2 separate regions of the Arachis hypogaea genome follow, and region 2 is linked to region 1. A link is a contact called in public Hi-C data. All regions are on one chromosome and are shown on one strand. Each heading gives the region's core, a stretch centred on a gene start, on an enhancer-like site or on the middle of the called end of the contact. The rest is flanking DNA. Distances are from core to core; before and after follow the strand shown.

What was found. Hi-C and Micro-C count contacts between places; a contact is called where the count stands out from the background.
Region 2: a Hi-C map of leaf shows a contact between it and region 1, with 3 times the contacts expected there. The contact joins the enhancer-like site here to the promoter of LOC112744933 in region 1. A contact is called at or near these places in 3 of 8 Hi-C or Micro-C datasets (all in leaf).

What each region holds. Positions count from the first base shown.
Region 1 is chr2:58,822,225-58,829,080 of arahy.Tifrunner.gnm2.J5K5, forward strand. LOC112744933 reads right to left here and starts at 2,109. Exons shown (of 13, transcript XM_025794714.3): 1 at 1,942-2,109; 2 at 689-814; 3 at 474-600. The coding sequence starts at 723.
Region 2 is chr2:58,924,467-58,931,345 of arahy.Tifrunner.gnm2.J5K5, forward strand. No RefSeq gene overlaps it. Among protein-coding and RNA genes, the nearest start is that of LOC112744952, 9.3 kb to the right of the region's middle. Within about 2 kb of position 3,720, at least 1 of the 3 cell types and tissues checked has open chromatin away from gene starts, as enhancers often do.

The DNA.
Region 1 (6,856 bases), core at 859-3,358:
CTTAGTGCGATGTTACGTCCAATTTTCACCTCATGCCACCATAAGAACTTAAATAATCAGTTAATTTTAAAATAAGGAAGAGAGTGAACCCCAGACACACTAGTAAGATTGTTACCTTGTGACAGAAACAATTGAAGGTCATGGGTCCAAACACTAAGAAGTAAGAACAGTCAAGGACACTCTTTCTACTTGCAAGTGCAGGATTGCTAACTTCATATATTTTTACTTCCCCCAAATCCCACCAAATGGCAGCTTCAAGAACTCTTATGCCAATTTAGGGCAACATAGAATGGGCCTATGTGTCAATTATGCTTCAAATCTGAATAGGTCTTGTATGATGAGGCATGTTCAAGATAAAGAAATTTGTCTGCGTAGGTAATATCTTAAGATTTCAAGAGACCTTTCCCCTTAGAAATTATGATAACTTGTTATTCATGCTAGGAGGGACCCAGGACTTATCTTTATAAACTTACCAGATTTCCCTTTTGATAAACAATTGTTTCAGCTGCAAGCATTTCTGTGTAAAGCCAAGAATGTTTTGATATGAGACGTGCAAGAGTCCTATAGTGATGGTCTGTCCAGTCCATCATTGGAGCAACACTGAAATCCAAGGAAAAAAAACCAGATTGACATCATTTATCAAGCAAAGGAGAAATAGAAAGAAAGCTTAGATAAACAGCAAACTCACCTAAACCAAGGAGGAAGATAGCGATTTGCAACCATCACAGCTAAGCTACGTGATTCCTCCTTCTTAGTGGAAGAAGAGAACAGCCCCAACCTTCAAAAATTTCTCGGTGCTGCACCCACTCACAATCTGCAAAAATTTTCAAATGATATTTAGACCTAGTAGAACTTCATACTTCTTTCAATAAACTATGGCGTGTTTCCCATATATCCATTCATCATAAACCAACCATCCAAAAATTCTTCAGGACAACAGATTTAGGTGGAGGAAATGCCTCAATTCAGAGTTCGAGCATGCCCCATGTTTCTTAACAATCTATCAACAATAGAATCCTCAGAGTTAAACCTAAATGCAATAAGAAGGCCCACCAAATGTACCAAGCCATTGGTACCCATTCCATTCAAAACACCCGAAACTCATGGTGCAGAACCGAAAATAAGTGGGTGGAGTTAAACGGTAAATAAGAACATAGTCAAATCTTTGCAGAAACAACAGTAATCACTCACAAACGAAAACTTATTTTTACAAGAAATAATACAAACTAATAACATATTCTTTGTTGCTTCGTTTGGGTTGCTTTAGGTTACTCCATTGAAAATGTTTTAGGTTATGCCATTGCAGCCGCATGGCATATGAAAGAAAAAAAGAAGGTTCTAGTATCTGTGGCATGATAATGGAGCATGTGAAATAGCACAGGAAGCTTTCTAAAATAATACATGTGAAATAGCAAAATCTTCAAATTACTAATAGGTTCACCATTAAATACACTAATGGAAACATAATGAACAAATAACATCCAATATCCGTAACTACGACATCCAAATAACATGCAGAAACTTGCCACTGTGACATCAAGGTAAATACTTAACAATGGCACCCAGTTGTAACTGTTTATATAATGATATTCATATCCAAGCTAAAGCAATGTAACACACGATATGAAACCTCGACTAATCTATCATCAACTGCTGATCAAATCCAACAACCTAAAAGTATTCACCATTGGCGGGCTTAACACACTAACGAGTAATCAGATATCAACCAGCCCTACCTATAGCGAAGCATGGAAAATTTTCTTGTTGGCAATTTCGAATTCTAATCACTTATCAATCCCTCAAGCCCAATGCATCACTAACATCCAACACATTCAGGAAAAACATAGCAATGGTGTATAAAATGCAAGAACATAGCACCAGGAACGACACAATTTAAAAAAAAATAAAATAAAAAAGATGAAAAAAAAAAGGGAAACAAACCTGAGTGAGTTAACCGCGGCGTCGTTTCCACTTGTGACAGGGGTCGGCCCTTTGTCGAGCTGTTGCCGTCAGTGGGTGCAGAGGCTTCTTTGCTTCAGACGATAATGCTCTCCTTTTTCCTGCCCTGTTCGTTTTTTATTTGTGAAATAGAATGTTTGCTGATTGGATGAAATTTAAGGACATCTAAATTGGGCTTTCAATAGGGCTTTCTTTGTGGGGGATTGTTTCTGCATGTGAGCAGACTAGAGAGGTAAAGATAGAGGGGGACTTTTTCCATGCACTATATCCAATCAATGGTGGTAATAAAGGTACAGTCAACTATAATCAATTACCTGGGGTTTTAGGCCCGTTTTAATTACCAAAAAAAAAAATCTATAATCAACAGTGAAAACTTAGGTACAGTCGTTTTATTTCACGTGAAGTTGATAGTGGAGAGCCGTTAATTAAATGATTTGATTGATTTGACTAAATTTTCATCTAACAGCTCTCAACTATCAACTTCACGTGAAGTCGACTGCACCTAAATTTTCACCATAATCAATTACCACTTTTTTTTAAAGAGGATGTCAATTTAAATTATTATGAAAAATATTTAAATTTTAATAAAAAATCAAAATCTAAAAACAAATATTTAAAATCAAATAATAACAGACATCTAAAATTATTTTAAAAATTCAGTTTAAAAATTCTAAAATTCTTTTAAAAAATTTTAATAGAAAGAAACATTTGAAACGTAACAAAAAATATCCAAAACCTAATAAAAACGAAATATTTAAAATTATTTAAAAATTCAAAAAATAACAAAAAATTGAAAAAAATCTGAACATTAAACAAGAAACATCTAAAAATATTTAAAAAACATCCAAAATCCAAAAAAAAAGAAACATCCAAAATATAAGAAAAAAATCTAAAATTTAACATCCAAAACTAATAAAAAAAATCATCCAAAATCAAGAAGAAGAACAACTACAAGAAGAAGAACAAGAGCGACGCAACCTCCTTCTTCCTCACTAGTCATTCTGTCGCAACCCTTGGCAGGACAATGGAAGCGGACGTGTGGAGGCCTCCTCGGTGGCATGATACGATGCGGTTGCAAGGGGAGGGTGTGGTGGTAGTGTTTTCGCGAACGGAAAGTCTCTGTTCTCGGAGGGATACTGGTGCGTGCAGTCGGCGGTGTACTCGAAAGGAGGGTGCAGCGGTGGTTTGTGATGCTACAATTGCAACAGGGGGCTACATTCCTACCACGGCTGCAAAGGGACGGCGTGACGTGAACGCGGCTGCGGATGCAAAGGAAGCTTATGGTGGTGCCCCACGGTGCTATATTGGCTAATGGAGAGATGCATGTTTGTTGCGGTGGTTGGGGCACTGGTTTCGGGAATAGAAGATGACGCTATGTATGGTGGCGGTCAGCAATGCTGATTTCGGGAAGGAAAGGGACTACGTGCGGCGGTGATCGATGGCGTTAGGTGGGGTGCGGACGTGGATAAAGAGAAAAATAAGGGTTTGTGTGGTTATTTTTTCTATTGTGTACTGTGAATGTGTGTGAGCATGAAATTAGATTGACTCTTTGGGTATTTTTTTATTTTTATTTTTGTTGGGACTTCTTTTAAAATAAGATTTTTTTAATTTTTAAAAATTTATTCAAGTTGACCGTACATATAGTTGATCTCCTAGACTTTCTCATGTCCATTATATACATTTGGGTTCAAGGGTTGGATATTTAATGCAAGTAAGTAAGTATGAAAAAAGTTCAAAGTCCAACAAAATTTATTATTTTTAACCAGTACTTTAGTTATTAGTCTAATTTTTTATTCTAATAATCTAATAATATATTGTTAGGCCATACTTTTAAATATTACTAGATAACTGTTGGCTAAAAATTAATAAATTTTAATAGTCATCTAACATTTTTTCGTAATTATTATGATGTGTAATATCTAAAGTTGGGGTTATCCCACCCATACTCCTACATAATGAAAAAAAGAGAGATTTTTTTAAAGTAATTATGACATTGCTACTTTAATGCAATTTAAATTTGATTAGCTTTTAAAGAGAATAGGAGAACCAATAGAGACAAGCGAAAAAAGTATAAGTGACAATGAGAATGGTCGTGAGAGTGGAAAACTGTGAGGCAGCTACCTCCACCGATGGAAGTAAAAATGGAGAGAGTGTGAGAGGAGTACATCTGGTGGTATGGAGGGTTCAAAGGGGATGACTGGATGAGAGTCTCTTCTGGGGATAAGATGGTGGGAATGGCTAGTCTTAAACCCTTCACAATGGATGATGCTCATGATGGGGATAATATAGCTATTGTGAGGAAAAAGCAAGGAGATCCAAACCCACTAACTATAACGTTCATGGATGAAGGGAGAAGAGCACTTTTAACACTATATGTGGGATCTATTGTCATTAAAGTGATTGGAAAGCATGTAAGTTATACGGCCATGGTTCATCGTCTTAAGAGCATATGGCGATTGCGAGGCGGATACGATGTTATGGATGTTGGTTGTGGATATTTTCTTGTGAAATTTGATCTCATGGAAGATAAAGATAAGATTCCCCTGGGTGTTCTGTGGAGGTTAGGAGGACATTATTTGGCAGTCAAGCCTTGGTCACCTGATTCTCGTTGAGAGGAGTTCTTTGGCTCAACACTTGTTTAGGTGCGCATTGCAGGCTTGAACATATGGTACTACCAAGAGAGAGCGGTGTAGTGCTAGTTGCGGCCATTGGCAAACTCATAAAAGTGGACATGGAAACAAAAGAAGCAGAACATGGCCGTTATGCTAGAGTGTGCATCCAGATTAATGTGGGATTGTCGGTTGTAATACCCTAACATTCAAATTCTTGTGCTCGAGTCATAAATCAATGATAATAAGGTGGTATGACTCTCAAGTAGATTATAATACTTAATTTAATTAAAAGAAAAGAAAATATTAATCAAGAAGCCTAAAGAGAGTGAAAATAAAATCGTGAAGTCGTAACACTCACGTATTAACAAATAGAAGGCAAAGCGTGAATCGAAAACGATACGAAGATAAAGCCATAAAGAAGAGTAAGAATAACACAAAGTATAAAAGTATAAAAGTAGTTGACAACAGTATAAAAGTAGTTGACAATAGTATTTCCTAATCTTTCCCAAATGATACATAAAGGCCTCTATAGGCAAGTCTCAAAGGAGATCAATACAAAATATAAGTTTTTCAAAATAAAGGTGGAGAGATTCTAAACAAAATATAAAGCAGCGAATATAAAGGTCTTCGCCATCTCTCAGATGAACCACAGCTCACTTCTGAGCACCTGGACCTGCATATGGAAAACAAGAGATATATACAGAATGAGAACCCCCGACCCATGGGTTCCCAGTATGGTAAAAGTATCAAATAAATACAATGCACTATAATAAAAACTCACTAAGTATCATAAACTTCCTTTCATCAATTATTCATCCTAGGTTTTTACTAATCCATAAATAGGCAACTGTCATAAGGGAATACTAAATCTAATTTATCTTTCACATCTTTCCCAACTTTCCAACTCTCCAACATAACAAAATCCAGAATCATAAACAGAACCATCACCCGTTATTGTCTCAATAATTCTATATCAATACATCATATCTTCACCTGAAGCAAGTGAAATCACTTCACTGTTTCTACCCAGGAAACTCAAATAATCTCATTTAATATTTATCATTATTAATCAATCATCTTATCATTTCATTTCAATAAGAACAACCCTCAACCTCAATCGACACCAGCATGAGAAACCTCTCAGTTGTACAAACACATGTAATGTAGACAAGTAATACACAAGTATATTCAGGTAAGGCAAATAGCACATAGTCACATAGTATGGCATATACAGTTAGACAAACCAAAATAAGTAGGCAAATCCAAATAAATCAAACATATGCAAATGATGTATGCTTGCCCTATAGCTGATGATATCATCTGTCGATTATATAGCCAACCTGACATGTCCTGGTAGCTAAACATTGGACAGTCCCTGCGAGCGCGCATCCCCAAGCTCAAAATCATAATCATTCAAAATAAAAAGATCTATAGGGGAGAGCTCATCTGGAAAGGTCTAAGTGTTCGGCCACACTTACGACGCATGGTCAACAGAATCTCGGATCTTAACCTGGAGTAAATGGAGCTGACCCACTGCATCTACCCAAGGAAATATGAAACTCAGATAATATCTCAAATCTCAAATTATTCTCGACTGGGAGCAAGTGGGGGCTAACCACTGCATCTACCCTAGGAGACTCAAACCAAACCCGAAACAAGTGGATCAATGCCACTGCATCTACCTAGGCAGGTATATCTCACCACATTTCGAAGCAAGCGAAATCACTCCACTGCATCTACCCAGGTAGGTGCATCACAATTAGGATCATATTCAAGATCAATCTCATAATCATTATCATTCTCATAATCATTATCATGGTCAATCTCATAAGCATTATCATTCTCATTATCAATCTCAAAATCATCATCACTCTCATTAATAATATCATAATCATCATCATTTTCACTTAACCTCTTGTTCATTTTTCTCAATTTTACTAACTCAACTCATTTAGCTTTATCCCTAACTCTTCCATCCTCAGTTCCACTGGCTCTAGACTCGTATTGAAGTTTATAAAGTTTTAGAAGACCAAGAGAATGGTTAAAAGTAATAAAAACACTTTTATTCTAAATTCTAAAAAGTGTGCGTATGCATGCATGTAGTGTGCTTATGCACAAGCTGAAAATCTGAGTGTCTGCGTACGCATGCAAAAGGCCCGTGTACGCATACACCGATTTTGGACCATATTATATATGCAAGCAGTGTCTGCGTACACAAAGGCACTTGGCAGAGGCAAATGTCCGTGTACGCATTTCTAGAGCCGCGTATGTATCCATATCAGAAA
Region 2 (6,879 bases), core at 2,470-4,969, 100 kb after region 1:
TGCCCGTGCATTATAAATCTTTAGTTTTAAGATTGTTTTTTGATTTGGTGTTATCGTTTAAGATATTGAAGACCACATCGCCACAAACATTTTTCTCTATATGCATCACATCAAGGTTATGACGTAACAAGTGATCATCCCAGTACGGGAGGTCAAAGAACACACGCTTCTTTTTCCAATGCGATTCATTTTGATCACTACGTCTTTTTTTGGCTGTCATAGTTGAATTCTTTCCAAATAAAACCTGCATGTTAGACTGTTGTCTCAATACATCTATTCCAGATAATTTTGGTGGATCTCTGCTTTCGACTTGCCCATCAAATCTATTTCGATCTAGTCTATATTTATGACCCTGATTCAAAAAGTGGTGATGGCCTATGAAACACTATTTTTGACTGAATGTCAGCCGCTGAGCCTTACCGTCCATGTTACATGTAGGACATGTTAACCCACTGTACGTATTCCACCCAGATAAATTCCCAACCTTGGGAAGTCACTAATAGTTCACATTAGTGTCACACACATCTTGAAAGTGTTTTCCTTGTTAGCATCATAAGTTTCAACGTCATCCCACAGTTACTTCAACTCATCCACCAACGGCTCCAAATAAACATTTATGTCATTACTAGGCATTTTGGGACCAGGAATAATCATAAATAGAATAAAAGAAGTATGTTTCATGCAAAGCCATGGAGAAAGATTGTATGGATAAGAATCACAGGCCAAATGGAATACTTCATACTCATATTTTCAAAAAGATTAAATCCGTCACTAGCTAAAGCTAAACGAACACTGCGCAGATTGTTAGGAAAATATGGATCCTTTGCATCAAATTTTTTCCATGCTTCAGCATCCCTCGGATGCCTCAAGAACCCATCATTATTACCAGTAAATGACGGATCCATAAAATTTTGTCAGTGGGGGCAAAATATACATAATATACTAATAATTTCTATAATTGTACTATGGTATTATAAAATATGATTACTCTTCAAATTATTTAACAAACAAATTAAAATAATAAAATAATAATTTAAAATAATAACAAATAATTTAAAATTTCATTCTTTTGGGTTTCATATTTTAAAAAAATTGAATAATATTTTATTGACAATACAATCAAATGTCTCTCTTTCTGTATATGTCACTAAATAATCATTTAAAAATTTATCTCCCATATGGTTACGAAGCCGAATCTTTATGATTTTCATAGTGGAGAAAGTTCTTTCAACTGATGTAGTTGCTACAGACAACACTAAAGCTAACTTCAAAAGAAGAAACACTAATGGATAAATAATATTTTTTTATTCTCAACCAATTTCTAAGAAAGAGCACCAATCTCATTTAAGTTTGAGAATTGATCATCAGAATGCACATCTAATATCAAGTGCCAAAAGTTGAGTGGAAGAAAATTCTAATGGATAGAATTGAGCTAACTTGATCAACTTCTCCTTATCAAATGCAAAAAATGAGTGTCTTGGATTCAGACAAGCTATACAAAAAAGCAATTCAGTATTCACCTATGTAAAATGATTATTGAGTTCTTGAAATTATCTATCAACTACTTGATAGAATATCTAAACTTGAAATAATGAAAATTTGAAATTTTTGAGCTTTGCATTTTAATCTTTCTTATGACATAAATATATCATCCATTTTTAGAACAGTAATATTATGTTTGTCATAAAACAATGAGACCTCGTCAAGTAAAAGAGACCAACCATCATCTCTTATATTTTGTAACCGTTGGTTAGACACTTTAACTAATGCCATAGCATTTACAATGTCTTGATTATTCCTGTGTAACGCTTGAGATAACTCATTAGTAACTCACAAGATATTTTTTATCAAGTGCAAATTGAAAATGAATTCAAAGGATCGAATCATTTTCAATAAATGACATGCTTTAGTTCTTTGTTCTGAATTATTTCCATCTTCCTCAACATATTCAAGAACATTGACCACGGAAGGAAGGAAGGAAATAAAAAAATTAATCCAAGTATAGTTTCATAGTGTGAATTCCATCTAGTGTCTCTAGTTCTTTTTTGTCATTTCACTTTCAGTAGCTCTTACAATGTCTTTTTGAATTGAGAGTGCTATTAGTTTAAGATTCCCACAAGCATTTTGAAAGCATGACCAATCTCTTTATTATGTTGCAAAAGAAAGTTTAAAAGTTGCAAAAAATTTTCTTTATTAACAAAATCGTCAGTCTCATCATTACCACAAAAGGCCAATCCTTGTCGTAAAAGAAATCTAATACAATCAATTGTTATTGTCAAGTGAATTTGATCATTCTTTTTAGCTTGCTTAGATTTGTTTTCAATAGCAGCATTGATATGTTATTTTGGCTTCATAAGTGCTTCACATTTTCTCCAAACTTGATTATGGGCGCTATCATGAATCTGAACATGAGTTTGTAATCTCTCCTTTTTTTTCAAATTTGAAAAATTATTAGTTACAAAAGTATCACCACCTTCATTCTCGAGTTTCATAAAATAACAACAAAGATAAAAAAAAACATCTTTTGTTATACTGTACTCTAGCCAGTTGTCATAGTCATCAAACCAATTAGGATTAAAACTTCGAAAAAAAGAACCACAAGTAGTTTGCAGAAAATCATGAGTCCTTGCTTGATAAGAAACTTTTTGCAAACATGCCTATGTAACTTTGTTTCTGTCATTCAATGATAACTTGAAATCTTTGGTCGTTGTCTTAGATTTGCTATAAAGATCTCTAGTTCGAATTTTAAAAACCTCCTTTTGTTAGAAGAGGTCGATCAATTATTTTGGGATCCAATCTCCAAAGATAATATTCTTTTGAAATATTTCTCCATTACTAAAAGAATAAATTTATAAACCTAAGTTAATTGATTAATAAAAATAATTCACAATTTCATATAAATTTAAAATTACAATATAAAATTATAAGCCAAAAAAAATACACAATAATATAATATCAAATTAAGAATGTAGATAGTTAAAAGAAATTCAATAATGTAGATATTGCACAACACAACTGCAAAAACCGTGAGACACCAAGGCACAAGCCACCAATGGGTTGCAGTGAATCTCAGAAATAACTACCGCACAACATTGTTCCTCCTCTTATAGCATCTCCAATAAGAAGATCCACTGTAAAAATAATTTAAGTTAATTTTCAGCAGCATCAAAGTGCAATATCTTAATTCAATTATACGTCGATATACACAAACATAAATCATCCAATTATTCAAACAACAACAATTTCACAGTTTCAATTATTCAAATACAAATCACAATTCACAATTTCACACCATCTTTATCAAAATCAAATTTTTATTCCTAAATAAGATAAAATCGAATTTTTCTAAGTAAAATACCAAATCAGAGCAATGAAGCAAGCAGATTAGTCATTAGTGAATTTGTGAATGTACCAGCTATTTGAGAAGAAGAAGCTGAAAACTAAAGAGGTGAGTGCGGCCGGTGCACCGGTGCCTGAAGCTACTAAAAACTGGAAAGGTGAGAGGTCAGAGACGCAGAGACGATGACAGAGTGCTGAGACACTCAGAGATGATGACTCAATGGTGGAGTGGCGAGAGACGATGATAGAGTGGGCTGTGGGCGATTGGCAAGATCGCAAGAGTCGATGACAGTCAACTGGCGAGAGACAAATTGAAATGCAGAAACAAGGAACAAGCGAGTAGCGGCATAAGGAGGAAGGCTGCACGGTAGCAAGCCAGCAACGTCGGCGACACCGCGACAATGACGCGGGACAGCTCAGGAGGTGGGTGGCGACCCGGTAACAGTGAGACGGGGTTGGAGCCTGAAAGGCTGAGACAAAAATTAAAAAAGAGGAGAAAGAAAAGGGTTAGGACATTCAGATTCGAGAGTGAGGGCAACTAACCTTTTTTTACTAGAAAGTATTCAATAATTTTTTAGATTCTACTGGAAAAACTTACCCTCACTAAGTAATGAATGAATCCATCCCTGTTGATATTCAATGTATTTGTTGTGAATTCTAATTGGTCAAATTTCTTAATGTAGTTTCTAGAATTTCTCAAGATAAAAAATTCTCTTAAACTCATAAATGTACTAATTTCTTAGCAACAACTTATGTGAGTATAGGATTATATTTTTGTGAAACTTTATAATAACCACGTATATCATGTTTGACTATCTCTAATTTTTGCTCAATTTATGGTGTTTATAATTAGTAGTTTCATTCCTAATTTCTTTCTCAAGTACATTGTAAATCAACATATCATTTAAATAGTAATCAAGCATCTAAAAGCATTAAGTTCGTTTATAAACACAACATATAATCCATAACATAAATCATTGAATAACATCAATTCACATGATGGGCTACATCAATGTCCAATAAATATAATTCATAATGAAGTAAAATGAAATAGAGATTATTATTGAAATTGAGAGAAAAAAAAATACATGATTATTGTTGACAAGAATTTGACTCTAAGTTGTTATTGTGATGCTCCTATTTCTTTGTGCGTTTCTTTAGGTCCTCCCTTCTCTCCTCTATTTCTTTTTTTTTTTTTTTTGGCGTGGCTTTTTTATGCTCAAACGATCAGCACATTGTGTCATTAGTTATGAAGTTCTATCCCTTACTTGGTTGTCATTCTTTCTATTTTTAATGAAAAAGTATTTTAAAATAAACTGATCGAAAGAATAATAAATTTTTTCATGGATGATAATTTATAATAAAGTGAGTTAGTAAAAATAACATGGAGAGTAAGTAAGAAATGACTTATCATATCTGTTGTTTTTTAGTTTTATTTTTGTCTTGTTATGCCTACAACTAAAAAAGAAAACAATGGAATAAAAGTTAATTTAAATTAAATAAAACTAAATAAAATAAAATAAGGCAAATATTTTATTAAAAATTCTTCAAAACTAAAATAATCAATTACTTTAAATATGATAAAAATTAACGCTTCTTGAAGAGTTATCATGAAGGAATATTGAGCGAGTACTTAAGACTAATATAATTAGTTATAGAGTGACTAATGATGAGCTCAGCATGAATTGACATTTTTCCCTTCTCCCTTACTTCGTAAGAGAAAAAAAAGACATCAGTTTATCAGACTAAAAAACATACGGTACGATTAAATTAATACTATTATAACTGAAAAATTATTATTATTATTATTACTATTATTATTATTATTATTATTATTATTAGAGTAAAGTATCGTTTTTATCCCCAACGTTTGGGATAAGTTCTATTTGTATCCCTAACGTTTAAATCGTCCTATTTGTATCCATAACGTTTATAAAAGTGATTCAATGTTATCCTACTATCCATTATACTAACAACTCAGATTATATTTTTCAATTATTCTCACTTGGATATATTCATTCTCAATTAGGTCTCACTTGGATGTGTTCGATTTTAATATTATACCCACTATTTGTGTTTAGATTCAATTATGTCCCTAGAAAAGTGAATTATGTAAATGTTGTAGGAATTAGTTTCAACTTTTGATGAGCTATTTTTCGAAATGGATCATCGATTCTATCCCAGACATTTGTATTCTAACTTCAAGAATAGATTTTTAAAACTCAAACTAAAGCGTTCATGATGTGTAATTGACGGCAGGATAACATTGAATCACTTTTACAAACGTTAGGGATACAAATAGGACGATTTAAACGTTAGGGACACAAATAAAATTTACCTCAAATGTTAGGAACAAAAACAATACTTTTTTATTATTATTATTATTATTATTATTATTATTATTATTATTATTATTATTATTATACAGCCCTTTAAATGAATAATAATTCAACCGGTAATGCGCCTTAATTCGCTTGAATTAAATTTAATAGTGGGAGTAAAGTAGAAAAAAATTAAAATTTTATGTGAAATTGAAAAAATAAATTAAGTACGTAAAACGTAAAATTTTAACAAAATTTAAATTGTAAAATTGTCAAATTTAGTACAAATTTTATAAAATTGATTAACTCATTTAAAATCGTAATATTAAAAAATTTTAAAAATTAAATAGAGATTCTAATTACTACGAGAGATTTACGATAAAAATGTTTTGAATCAATTTACCTAATCGCGAAAGTAACATATAACATACAAAAGAATATATATATATATATATATATATATATATATATATATATATATATATATATATGCAGAGATGTAGAAATTTTAATATGGGAATTGAATTTTAGACAAATATTTTAATTGTATTCTGTTTTTGTGTTATGTTTATTTATTATATAAAAAAATAAAATATTATTTTAATTTTTAATATATTGATTAAATTCTAATTCTATCTCTAATGTTTATAACATTATATTTTTATTCTAAATATTTTTTTATTTTTATCCTCTGTTTAAAATTATTTTTTTAAAATATATTATTTTTTCTCTATTATTATCTTTTTATTTATCTTATTTTTGTTTCATTTTCACCCTAAAATCACTAAAACCACCATTACGACCACTATAATTACGATTTTTATTATTATCTAAAAGAAAATCATAATGGACAAAAGAATATTTAAAAAAAGGTTCAATTTTTACCAAAATACTAAAACAACACGAAATAAGACTTCTAAAATAAAATCAGGACATTTCAAATATTATAGATGAAATTAAGATTTAACTCAAATATTAAGAATTAAAATAGTACTTTATTCTAAACGAACTTCAAGCATGATATGTATAAACTAAAATTTTTTAAATAAAAAAGATTTATCAACATATAAAAGAAATTTTAGAAATACATTCTAATAGTTTTCAAGATATAAAATACAAATCTCAAAATAAAATTATACTTAAATAAATTATGATAAAAATAAGGTAAAAAATTTTTTTTAATAGTATAACTTTAGAAAATGAATTAATGTTCTTTATA